Regions from separate parts of the Mus musculus genome. Here all the other regions are linked to region 1. The links are chromatin contacts, called in public HiChIP or PLAC-seq maps. All regions are on one chromosome and are shown on one strand. Each heading gives the region's core, a stretch centred on a gene start, on an enhancer-like site or on the middle of the called end of the contact. The rest is flanking DNA. Distances are from core to core; before and after follow the strand shown. Region 1 overlaps Cdk17 (cyclin-dependent kinase 17). Region 2 has its middle 4.9 kb from the start of Gm40742. Region 3 has its middle 29 kb from the start of Gm17745.

Evidence for each region. HiChIP or PLAC-seq counts read pairs in DNA pulled down with a chosen protein or histone mark.
Region 2: a contact with region 1 is called in an HNF4G HiChIP or PLAC-seq map of pancreatic cancer cells. The contact joins two enhancer-like sites. A contact is called at or near these places in 1 of 15 datasets of contacts at CTCF or cohesin (large pre-B cells), 5 of 484 Hi-C or Micro-C datasets (B cells, bone marrow-derived macrophages and embryonic stem cells), 3 of 115 datasets of contacts at active chromatin or transcription factors (embryonic stem cells, pancreatic cancer cells and stem cell-derived neural progenitor cells) and 1 of 9 other capture datasets (adipose tissue).
Region 3: an H3K27ac HiChIP or PLAC-seq map of embryonic stem cells shows a contact between it and region 1, with 5 read pairs. The contact joins two enhancer-like sites. A contact is called at or near these places in 4 of 484 Hi-C or Micro-C datasets (B cells, embryonic fibroblasts, germinal center B cells and 1 more), 3 of 115 datasets of contacts at active chromatin or transcription factors (CD8 T cells, embryonic stem cells and regulatory T cells) and 2 of 9 other capture datasets (adipose tissue and liver).

The regions. Positions count from the first base shown.
Region 1 is chr10:93,187,003-93,190,866 of GRCm38.p6, forward strand. All of the region lies in intron 1 of Cdk17 (cyclin-dependent kinase 17), which reads left to right. Among named protein-coding and RNA genes, the nearest start is that of Mir1931, 26 kb to the left of the region's middle. Within about 2 kb of position 1,644, at least 79 of the 459 cell types and tissues checked have an H3K27ac peak or open chromatin away from gene starts, as enhancers often do. A contact at or near this core is called in embryonic stem cells and pancreatic cancer cells, where this site is marked.
Region 2 is chr10:93,424,215-93,428,078 of GRCm38.p6, forward strand. No RefSeq gene overlaps it. Among named protein-coding and RNA genes, the nearest start is that of Gm40742, 4.9 kb to the right of the region's middle. Within about 2 kb of position 1,662, at least 69 of the 459 cell types and tissues checked have an H3K27ac peak or open chromatin away from gene starts, as enhancers often do. A contact at or near this core is called in pancreatic cancer cells, where this site is marked.
Region 3 is chr10:93,363,340-93,367,203 of GRCm38.p6, forward strand. No RefSeq gene overlaps it. Among named protein-coding and RNA genes, the nearest start is that of Gm17745, 29 kb to the left of the region's middle. Within about 2 kb of position 2,187, at least 57 of the 459 cell types and tissues checked have an H3K27ac peak or open chromatin away from gene starts, as enhancers often do. A contact at or near this core is called in embryonic stem cells, where this site is marked.

The sequences.
Region 1 (3,864 bases), core at 394-2,893:
TAACGTGTATTGTATAAAATAATAAATTTCTTTAGAAAAAATTTTGTTTATTTTGTGAGTTTGGGAGAGTTTGCTGGAGTGGTGAGTGTATGCGGACAGTTTGGGGCTGGTTGCTCTGGTCGGAGTCTCTAATTCAGGATGTCAGGCTTGAGAGCAAGTTTGTTTGTTTGTTTGCTTGTTTTTGAACACGCTGAGCCATTTCTATACACCTATAATGGGTTTCATGATGACATTTTCATACACAAATACAGTGTTCCTTGATCATCCTGTCCCTCTTCCCAGTCCTTACTCATGAACATATTTTGGTTTTTTTAGACAAAGTTTCTCTGCATAGGCCTGGCTGTCCTGGAACTCACTATGTAAAACAGGCTGGCCTTGAACTCACTGAGATCTGCCCGCCTCCGCCTCCGCCTCCGCCTCCGCCTCCTAAGGGCTGGGATTAAAGGTGTGCACCACCATGCCTGGCCTAGATTGTTGGGGCATTTTAATTTCCCTCTTGATTTTGTCATTACCCTCCAGATCACTCAGACACTCTTACTGTTCTTTTCTCAAGATCTTGTAGAGTTTCTACTTTCTTACTGATCTCTGTTCTCCTTCCCTTACGGTCTGATGGCAAGAAAGCACTACAGTTCCTTTATAGTAAGACTTGTGTTATAGCCTAAGATACGATCTATTTTGGAGAAAGTTCCATGGGCTCCTGGGAAGAATGTGTACGCTTCAGCTTTTGAGTGGTGTATTCCACAGGTGCTCTGTGTGTGGTATAGTTTAACTGAGATTTATTTATTTATTTATTTATTTATTTATTTATTTATTTATTTATTTTTTCTTTTGCCATTTTTTTTCACTCCGGCTTGATCTGTCTTTTGAGGAGAGTGAACTATTGAGGTCACCTACATGACCGTACCTGGACCTGTGTCCCTCTGTCTGTCCAGTAATTTCACTTTATGGAGTTGGGTACGCTAATACTCAGTGCATCTGTATTTGCAGTCATTGTGTCTTTTTAGTGGAGTATTCCTTTCATTGATATAGAGTGACCTTTGTATCTTCTGACTTAGTTGGCTTTGAACTTGGCCTAGTTGGATGGTAGTATAGTTACTTGGGCTTACTTCTAAGTTTTCATTTACTGCAAACATTTCCTCTCTGATCACTTTCAGTCTTAGTATCTTTGCCATAGGCTGAGGTTTTTTTTCCCCCAGACATCAAAGGCTCTTGTTTGTAATTCAGTTAGCTGCTGCTGTTGTTGTTTGTTTTTGTTTTTTTAATCTTTTAATTGGAGAGTTAGACTTTTAAAGACCATTTATAGTTAGAATTGTTAGACAAAGTGTACTAATTTCTTTGTTCTTCACCTTAACACTGGGCTGGCTTACTTTACTAACAGTTCTTGATCCCCCCCCCCCCCCCCCCCCCGAATTCATCAATTCTCCCAGTACAGTTTGTTACGTCCTGAGCTCTCCCCAGGGCTGGCGTGGTGACTGGGAATTGCTTTACTCTCAGAGAAGGTCTGTTTGATTTTAAAGGTTGGCTCTGTTTGCTACGGTAACCTTGGGTGATGGTTTTGTTTCATGGCATGGCCCACGCTCTCCTGGCCTTAGGGATGTCTGCTGAGTCAGTTCTCCTGATTGTTTGCCTTTACAAGTCATCTGACACGCCTTCCTTGTGGCTTTCAGCATTCTTATTCTTCCTTTGTTCTATACTCTTGGCGGTTTAACTATAGTCAGACATGGGGGATGCTTTTGTATTCGGATATCTGTTTCATTCCTGGAATTTCTGACATTTTCTGTATCTGTTTCAATGTAATTTCATTGACTAGATTTACTGCATCGCTAGTCTGCGTCCTAGCTCGCTGACCCTCTCTACTGATTCATAGGTTGGGCCTCTTAGTACTGTCCTGAGAGTCTTGGTCTTTAGTGGCCATTTCTGACCACTTGCTTTCTTGTTCTCTCTTAATGCTTACTGTCTCCCTCTCTTTCCCCATCTCCTTCTGCTTCTGTTTCCCTGTCCCACCCTCTCCCTCTTCCTGTTTATACTTCAGTGTTAAAATTCCTTGGCCTTTTGTCCATCCTTGGAACTCTTTCTTCTAAGAGGTCTAGTGTCTTGGTGGTTGATTAGAGTTTTGGGTTGACTTATTGAACTTTAGTTTTAAGGATTTCATAATTGTCCCTCCAGAATCTTCCTCATTGTTGAATTTCTCATCCACATGTTTAGATTTCTCACTTAAAACTTATATTCACGTTTACTTCATGGATTCATTTATGAGTCGTCTTTAAACTGAACTTTAGAATCCTTAGCATTTTATCTGTTTCACTACTCATGGATTCAGTTATTAAAGAGTCAAGATTCTTTGTAGAAGTAAACTTGCCTTGCTTTTTTTTTTTAATATTTATCCTTCTGTGTTGTGATTTACCCATATGTTGAAATTGATATCTTTCCCATTTTTATACTGCAGCCTTGTCGTGGTTTTTGAATGAGAATGGCCCTCCTAGGCACAGAGTTGGATGCTTGGTCCCTAGTTAGTTGTACTGTTTGGGAAAGATTAGGAAGTGTGGAGTTACTGGAGGAGGTGTGTCACTGAGAGTGGGCTTTGAAGTTTCAAAAGCTTCTGCTAAGCCCAGGCATAGTCACAGTTTGTCTTCTCCCTCTCCTTCTTCCTCTCCCTCTCTGTGTCTCTCTGTCTCTCTGTCTCTTGTCTCTCTGTGTCTCCTGCTTGTGGATCAGATATATGCTCTCAGCTACTGCTCTAGTGCCACCATGTTTTCTGCCATGATAGTCCTGGACTCACCCTCTGAAACTATAAGCAAGCCCCTAATTAAATGCTTTCCTTTATAAGTTGCCTTGGTCATGGTGTCTCCTCACAGCAATAGAACAGTTACTTAGACAGGTCTTAGATAGCATCCTTCAGAAGAGCCCACACCTCAGGACTCTTCAGAAAGGAGAAAGCAAACCACTGTTACAGTAACAACCAAGAGAAACCGAGTACAGAACCACGATAAAAATCCACTAAAGAGAGCTATCAGTCTACCCAGAACTGTCAGAAAAAATGGCAAAAATAACTGAAAGTAAGCTCTGATGTTAAAATTTTATTATAAAACTGATGTGAGGAGGAGCAGGGAAGGACGCAGCCATACAGTTAAGTAAAGGCAGACAAATAACAAGGAACGCCCCTGAGGAAGACAGTGGTAATGGAGCGCAGATACATCAAAGCTAAGTAGGATGTAGCTGGGAAAGAGAAATCTGTTTTCTTCAGAGGACTTAGCCCTGAGTTTATCACTTACACACACCCCAGGGCAGGCCTCATGCTCAGCCAGCTGTACTTGACCGTCACCGACCCTTCTCCAGGTTTTGTTGTTTTAAAGAGAGTAAGAACATGAAGCTGGGTGGTGGGGAAATGGGGACGGAAAAGTATGATAAAAGTATATCATGAAATTCTCAAAAATAAATAAAAACACGATATACACAACATTTAAATACTGAGACTGTAGGGAAAAGAAGACAAGTAATTAGTGACTTTTTCTTTAAAATCCTCTAATATTGGAATAAGTCAGGGCTGGGGGCTGAGGAAAGGGGGACAGATTGGGTTGTCGCTGGAGTGTGTTGTTTTCCCTTGTTCTCACTGGAGATAGAAGTTGGTGCTGTGTGGTCTGAGGGCCAGGCCATTGAGGGGCTACACCCACTGTAGATAATCTTCTTTGTGTACAGTGCCCCACTGCAGGCCCAAAGGAGCTGTTTGGCCTGTTGGCAGGCAGATTCTCGCTCACACCAGAGACCCTCCATTTTGTATAATGGGAGTCCACACATCCAGCCTGTGTGGTGGCAAGCATGCTGCAGAGTTGGTGACATGAGAAGCACAAGGTCTGTCCTGGATGG
Region 2 (3,864 bases), core at 412-2,911, 240 kb after region 1:
TCATCCTTCATCGAGCAGACCCCTGACAATAGTGCAGGCCTCATGGTGGGAGATACAAGAGGTAGGATCTGGTCCTAGGTGTCATGTATAAGGTGCCAGACACTATTCTTGGTGTTTCACCCACAGTCAATCACACGAGTGTGACAGCCCTGATATTTTATGATCTATGGGCTTGGTGCCCAGGGTGGGGATTGTCCATGATGGGGTTTGATCTGCATCCACCTGACTCCAACAACAAGAAAAACAGAGCTTCCTCTTCTAGTTTCCGCCGTGCGCAGTCTCTTTAGGACGCGGTGAAGCTCTGGAAGGAGCAGAGAAGGGAGAGACACACATCTATCTCTCACGCACATCACACACACAGTTATCCTAAACCTCTCTTAGCAGATCCATGCTCCAGGAGGTGAAAGCTGCTGTCCACTCTGCCGAGGCCTGTGGACACTTTGCTTGGGTATCTCTGAAGATGCAGCACTCACATGGGAACTCTGAATAAATGCATCCTCACCAAGCAGCTGCAAACCTTAACGCCAACGCACAAGGACAGAGTTGGGGTGCTCTGAATAAAGACGAGGAATCTTGGTTGGGGGAGGCTTGAAGGAGAGTGTGTGTTTAACCCTTTGACACTGATATGAAGATGTCACCCCAAAAGTTTATTTTTGATAAATACATACTTGAGGTTTTAAAAAATCAGGGGGAGGGGGGAGCGGGGGAGGGAGAGTCTCATAATGTTTTAAGTGTATTTTTGTTGAGTGATGTTCACAGTTTCCCTCGGCATCATGCAGTCCACCGGCTGCAGGTTGAGTGTGTCCTGGAGAGATGAGGAGCCAACCAGTATAATGCTACTACCATCTTAGTTTGTAAATTTTTAACTTTATTTGTGTGTGTGTGGGGTGGGGGGGACACAAACTTATACCCAGAAGTCCAGGCTGACCGCAGACTCTCTACATAGCCCAGGATGGCCTCAAATTTGTGGTAATACTCCTGACTCAGCCTCCAGTATGCTGGGATTGCAGGCATGAGCCACCTTTCCTGGCTTAATAATGCTAAACAGTGGGTGCTGCAGGGTCTCACCGTGCATCCTGTTTTCAACCAGGTTGTAGAAGGTGTGTGTATGGGTGCACATGTGAGCCGGCGTGTCTGTGCCTATGTGGCAGCATGTGTGAATCCATCCTTCAAGGAAGGGCTAAACAGCCATGTGTGAAGGAGTTACTGTCTCAGGGGGACATTTGGAGTCACAGGGCATGGTAGTGGGATGATGAGAGGCCCGCTGGTTTTAATATTGCTTCCCAGAGATGCTTCGGGAAGAGTGAGGAGGTAAATTGGCTGTTGTGAGTGATCTGAGATGAGTCCAAAAGTAGGAGGCAGCTGCTGGCAGGAAGTAAAGGGAGGCTCACTGTTGCCTGGCCCTTCCATAGAACACAGGCACAAAAGGAGAAGAAAGCAAGGGGGCTTGTTTGCCCTTGCTTCCTGGTGTAGACATGCTTTCATTTCAAGATCATCTAAAGAGCTTTCTGGCTTCACAAGCCAGTTAGCAGGAACTTTAGGGAGTGCCCCAGCAGCATACCTGGGCAAGGCTAGGGTGAGGCTCTCATAGAAGCCATGGAGAATGCATTGTATTAAGGACTAGTCATACCTTAAAATAGTCATGCAAGTGAAGCCTTTTGGACACTAGAGGGCGCCATTGACACACAAATGGTGCTTCCAGGCCCACACCACTTCACTGCAGAGGACACCCCACACAACTTAACTACAGTCTAACTTCTTGAAAGTTGAGCCTCCTATTCAACTTCACACCAGTTCAGTGGGATCGGCCTAGTCTTGAAGCAGGAAGCTCACAGGGGCCAGTAGCTGCAGGTTTTCCCAACAGACCTCACCTTCTAAAAACCCCTTAACATCAATGAAAGCAATGACACCTCAGATTCCAATGTCTTGGGGGAATTGCATCAGAAGTGTGCGGTGGAGAGATAGCTCAGTACTGACTGCTCTCCCAGAGGACCTGGGTTCAATTCCTAGCACCCACATAGAGGCTCACACCTGTTTGTAGGGCTTGTGATACACTCACATAGACATACTTGCAGGCAAAGCACCAATGAACATAGAGTGCAGAAGGGGAGAAAGAGAGGAGGAAGAGAAAGAGAAAGGAGAAGAGGAGGAGGAGAAAGAGGAAGAGGAGGAGGAGGGAGGAAAGCTAAGTGAGTTAGTAAGAATCTGAACATGTTTACAAAGGAGTTGTACTTTACTAGAGAGAGAGAAAGGAGAGAGAGAGAGAGAGAGAGAGAGAGAGAGAGAGAGAGAGAGAGAGAGAGAGAGAGAGAGAGAGAGAGAGAGAGAGAGAGACAGGCAGGTTCTTGGAAGGACTCTCTAAATGCCTGAAATGATATGAAAATTTATTGCTTGGTTAATAAGAGGTCTTAGGGTAAGATAAAATGCAAAGCTAGACAACATAATGGCTCTGAAAGTCAAAGATTCAGGTCTCATTCAACAGGTCAACTTTGATCCAGCTATAGTCCCTTCATGGTCACAAGACATCAGTCATTGTTCTAGAGTGACAGAGAACAATCCCTCTCTCCCTTCTTCCCTCCCTCTCTCCCTTCCTGCTTCCCTGAATGTACATCTGTGTGAGTATATGAGTGTGTGAATGTACATGCATATGTCTGTGTTCATGCATGTGTGTGCACATGTCCACGTGGTGTGCATGTGTGTGCACTAGCACAGAAAAGAAATCTCCTCAAGAAAAGTACTCCATTAAACAAACAAACAAACAAACAAACAAACAATTTGGCCAGCGGTGGTAGCGCATGCCTTTAATCCCAGCACTTGGGAGGCAGAGGCAGGTGGATTTCTGAGTTTGAGGCCAGCCTAGTCTACAAAGTGAGTTTCAGGACAGCCAGGGCTACACAGAAAAACACTGTCTCGAAAAACAAAAAACAAAAAACCAAAACAAAAAACCAAAAAAATTTAAAGTACTTTTAAAAAAATGGTTAAAAAAAAGCATTTATTTTCTTCATGTGAATCAGCCTTGCTGTAGAGGGGTTCCATTGTGATGTTCTGACATTTTTAGGCTTGTTTAGAGTTCTACTGTCAATGGCACCTCCCAGTTCATAAAAGTGGATCCAAGGGAAAGTAAAGAGTGGGTGGATATTATTGTTGTTGTTGTTATTACTGTTATTATTAAACAGGAGCTGTCCTTGAGACTTAGTATTTCCTATTTCCCAACAGCTAAAACCTATATTCACCAAGCCATACCTTACAGCCAGAGAGGCCAGGAATTGCCATCTGTATCTGAGCATACAGACAAGCAGGCACATTCGAGTTCCTTTCTAAGTTAAGTATTAACACAATTGGTCAACAAAAGTTGGTTGAGAGATAGAGATTTTTCTTTCATTCCATAAACAGAGTAGCACCTACACCACGCAAGATGTTGTAAGATATCTAGAAATGATTGGAGTTATATGTAGGGATGTGTGCACATTGCATGAAAATCCTGTACCGCCTGCCTCGGTGTCCCCAGTGCTGGAATTAAAGGCATGCACTACCACACTTGGCTCGTCTTTCCATTAATTAGTGCAAGTCCGTTATTTTTATAGGGCCCGTGGTTGTGCAAAACCAGCCTATATTTCCTAGTTTCCTTCATAGTATCTGAGAGTTTTCTGAGGTCAGCCTGGTCTACAAAAAGGGTTCTAGGATAGCCAGGGTTGTACACAGAGAAACCCTGTCTCAAAAAACCAAATGATAGGAAGAAAGAAAGAAAGAAAGAAAGAAAGAAAGAAAGAAAGAAAGAAAGAAAGAAAGAAAGAAAGAAAGAAAGAAAGAAGAAAGAAAGAAAGGAAGGGAAAAAGAAAGAGAAAGAAAGAGAAAGGAAGGAAG
Region 3 (3,864 bases), core at 937-3,436, 180 kb after region 1:
GGAGGGATGAGGGATGCAAAGCCAAGTGGAGCTTGGCACTCAGTGGCTGGGAGGGTCATTAGAGACAGGATATGGAACAACTTAGGGCCCAGGTCACTCAAGAGTTGTTCTTGGGGCAGGGCTTCTAAAGGAAGGTTTTACTTGTTCAATGTGAAAATTTAGAATCGTACTTCAACCTCAAATCTAGACCATAAATATTTAGCTCTTGGTTTTCTTGTCAAACACTCAATCTGTGTCTCCTCATCTCTTTTGCTCTCCTTCCCTCTTGCCCAGTCTAGATACCATTGGCCATTAGTTTGTACTTCATTCTGTTGGCCCAAAACACGATCTCCATGTCCCCAGACTTCACTCCACCAACAGCAGAGCCTCCACCCAACTTGGGGTCACCAAGTACCACTGATCAATGCCTGACCCAAAGCCCCGTGTCACTTTGCCTTCCACTGAGCCAGATGAGGATCTTAAAATGCTCCTACTGTCCTGTGTCCAGCTTGTCCACACCACTCCCACCTTCCTCCTGGCCTTCACATCTCTGAAGACCCTTATTCCTGCTCATGGCAACCACGTTCTGGATCTCCTGCAGGGCTGTCTATTTCCAGCCATCTTTTTGTCTTTCTGTATCTTCACCTTTCCCTCTCTCCTGAGTATGTCTCAAACCTTAGGCAGATCCGAATTTCACCCAATCTTGTAAGAAACCTGCAGACTTGGGTGTAGGTGAGAACGTGATACTATTCAGGATGCCAAGGAAGGAAGGAGAGAGGTCAACCAGATAAAGAGAATGTGCTGCAGGGAGGTCCACTTTCAATTGCCCAAGACCTTGGCAAGAGAAATCCCATGGGAAAGCAATGGAAGGACAAAGGAACAAAGGGACAAAGGGACAGGCAGGATGCCTTTTCCAGTATGGATGTAAATTTCTCTGGTGCTCTTCCTGTGGGCAGGGCCACTTAGCTCCCATACAGTGTAGCTTCAAGCTCCCACCCACATCAGGCTGGTGAGATAGATGGTCAGGGGATGAGATGGAGCTGTGTGTGAAGACTTGGGTCTCCAGGAAGTGTTTATGCCAAGCTAAAGCGGGACAGTCTCCAACCAGTGACTGCAGCAGGCTGGTGGAAAGCAAGGGCTGAGCTGCCAGGCAGGAGATAGCATTTTCACTGAAGAAAGAAAAATTGCCATCAAAGCAGATCTCTTCAGAATGGGGAGGGTCTGTAGAAATAGGTCCCTCTCAAAGACAATTCTACTGGAGGAAGAAAATGATGCTATTAGCAAAACATTTGCATGACAACAAAGAGGGGTGGGGTAAAGCACTCTTCAGTCTGTCAGATAAAAACTGGGCTTGGCCCTTGCAGGAACAATGCAACAAAAAAAGGGTAGCCTTTCCAGCTACTGGAATAGAATAGGCTTCCCACTTGAAAGGGTCACAAAAGTGCGTGGGGCCAGCAATCCTACAGGCCTTCCGTGGACGTTTCTCAGTGAGCAGCCTTCAGCCCCCTGATACCCCCATTTTCTTTTGTTCCATCATCCTACCTCCTCCTGCTCAGTGTTAGGTATGGTAGGAATCACACCTGAAGGGTCATGGAAGGTGCTTGGGAACTGGTGGAGCCTTTGCAGTTACCAGCTGGTGAGGGCAGAGGCTGCAAGAGACTCCAGTGAGCCACTGCCCCGGGGCTCCACGGAGCCAAAGTGGGTCCGTGTATGGAGATGGCAAGAGAATATCAAGGGTAAGAGAGTAACGGGAGGGCCGGATGTCACCAGGGGAAATGAAACTCTGAAGAAAGGAGATGGGGAGGAACAGCTTTATAAAGCACACGAGGGAACTGCCCTTGGCATGAAGACTGACTTTTTTAAGGTCAATGCTGGTCGGGGATTCTGCACCAGGGGCTTTCCTCTCTGTTGCCTGGGTGGGCTGACAGTAAAATTTTATTTAAAGACTATGCAGTCCTTAGCTGCATGTGGTGGTTCATCCTTCTGACCCCAGCACTAGGAAAGTAGAGACAGGAGGATGATAAGTTCAAGACCAAGAGTGACACCCTGCCTCAACAAATAAACAAGAAAACAGGACTGGAGGTGTAGCCTGCGCAAGCCCTTGGCTTCAGTCCCCAGCGCTGACTTTGTAAATGGGAAAGGATGATGAGACATTGGCAGTCATGTGATCCTCTAGAGGAGAGCCTGCTGCACGTGCTGAGGGAGAAGCTGCCTGCACAGGCTCCTGGGTAACTGTGTGGTGCTTGATCCACTGCACAGCCACAGTGAGGCCACAGTAAGATGGCTTTGATCACGATCGGAGAGAACGAAAATAGATCCTATCCCAAGGCAAATCTCAGCAGCCCTTTGGATTCAAGGCAGTGAATGAGGTGGGGGAGGGGTGCACCATGCAAACTTTTTTTTTTGAACCAATGTAGTTTGTGTCTGAAAAGATAAGATCAGAAGGGAAGGCTTATCCAGTGCAGTAGTTCACAGCTGGAAGGCCCTTGGCAAAAGACTGGAGACATTTTTATTTGTCAGAAGACAGAAATACTGCTGGCATGTACAGGGCAGAACCCACAGCTGTCAGCTACACTACAGCATATGGGACAGCGGCCTCCTATGACAAAGGACTGTAAGACTGGGGTTGGAGAGATGGCTTGGCGGTTAAGAGCACTGGCTGCTCTTACAAAGGACCAGATTTTGGTCTCTAGCACCCGTTCACGTGGTGTATAACAACCACACCTACCTCCAGTTTCAGGGGCTCTGATGCCCTCTCCTGGCCTTTGTAGGTTGTCAGATTTCATTTTATCAGTTCCAAGCCTAGAAGTCCTGACATGAACCAAAGCTGGATCCTTGCCATACTTTCTGTAGTATAGATCAATACGCTGGGCCATCATGTGTGGAGTACTTCTGGCTCTGAAGCAGTCAGCAAAATGCTGGTTAGTGGCTCAGGTATTGGTTTAGGGCTGTCAGCAATCTTGACCTGGGGCTGGGATATATCTGTTGTTCACAGAGGTAGCTGGGCTTAGAGGACGTGTTAATAAATCGGCAAAGGAAGTGATACCCTAAAAACCCAACAGAGAAGTAGTTTTCCAAAAGTCAGAATGAAATCTTTATAGAAGAAAAACTGGTAAGACTGAAGGGTGGAGGGCCAAAGGGAACATTTAATCCCAGCCTGTGGGCAAGACTAGACAAGGCTGAAGACTGAGATGGGATCTTTTAGCTTTCCTCAAGCTGAGCAAAACTCTATTAAATAACCCAGTATGGAATTTTACATTATTATTATTTCATTATTATTATAATGAAATCCATAGGAAAGCCATACTGATAGCTTAAAAATAAGACATTCTGAAAAACAGCCACGGGGGACTTGGGTCATTTAACATGGGGAAAAAAAGATGACATAGTGTGCTTAACAGGAGAAGAAAAATGGCCAGATTTCTTTCATCTTCATGGAGGAGCAAATTATAGGAAATGGGCTGAGATTGCCACAGATTTGGAAAAAAAAAAAAAAAACACCAAAAATTGCTCTGGCCACAGACAGGGGAGAGGATATGGTGACTTCTCACCACCAGACCCCTATTTTATAATTGCTCTTGCTGATGCCTTCCCATGGCCTGGCTAATAAGCTGGAAATGGAGGAATCTGTTGCTTTGCAGTGTGGTCTTCATAAGTGAGTTTTCTAACTAACCCATTTGATAGATTTTCATCTCTTCGTTTATTAGATTGTCTGGTGGCTTTGGGGTTGTGTTGACAATGCCTGTAATTTTATAGGATCCGTTTTTCTCCATGGAGCATGGCCATGAACCTATCAATTATATTTTGCCTGTGGGCCACCAAGTAGGCCTTGTATTGACCATTCTGTTTAACAGCTCATTTTATGAGTGAATGGATACCAGCATG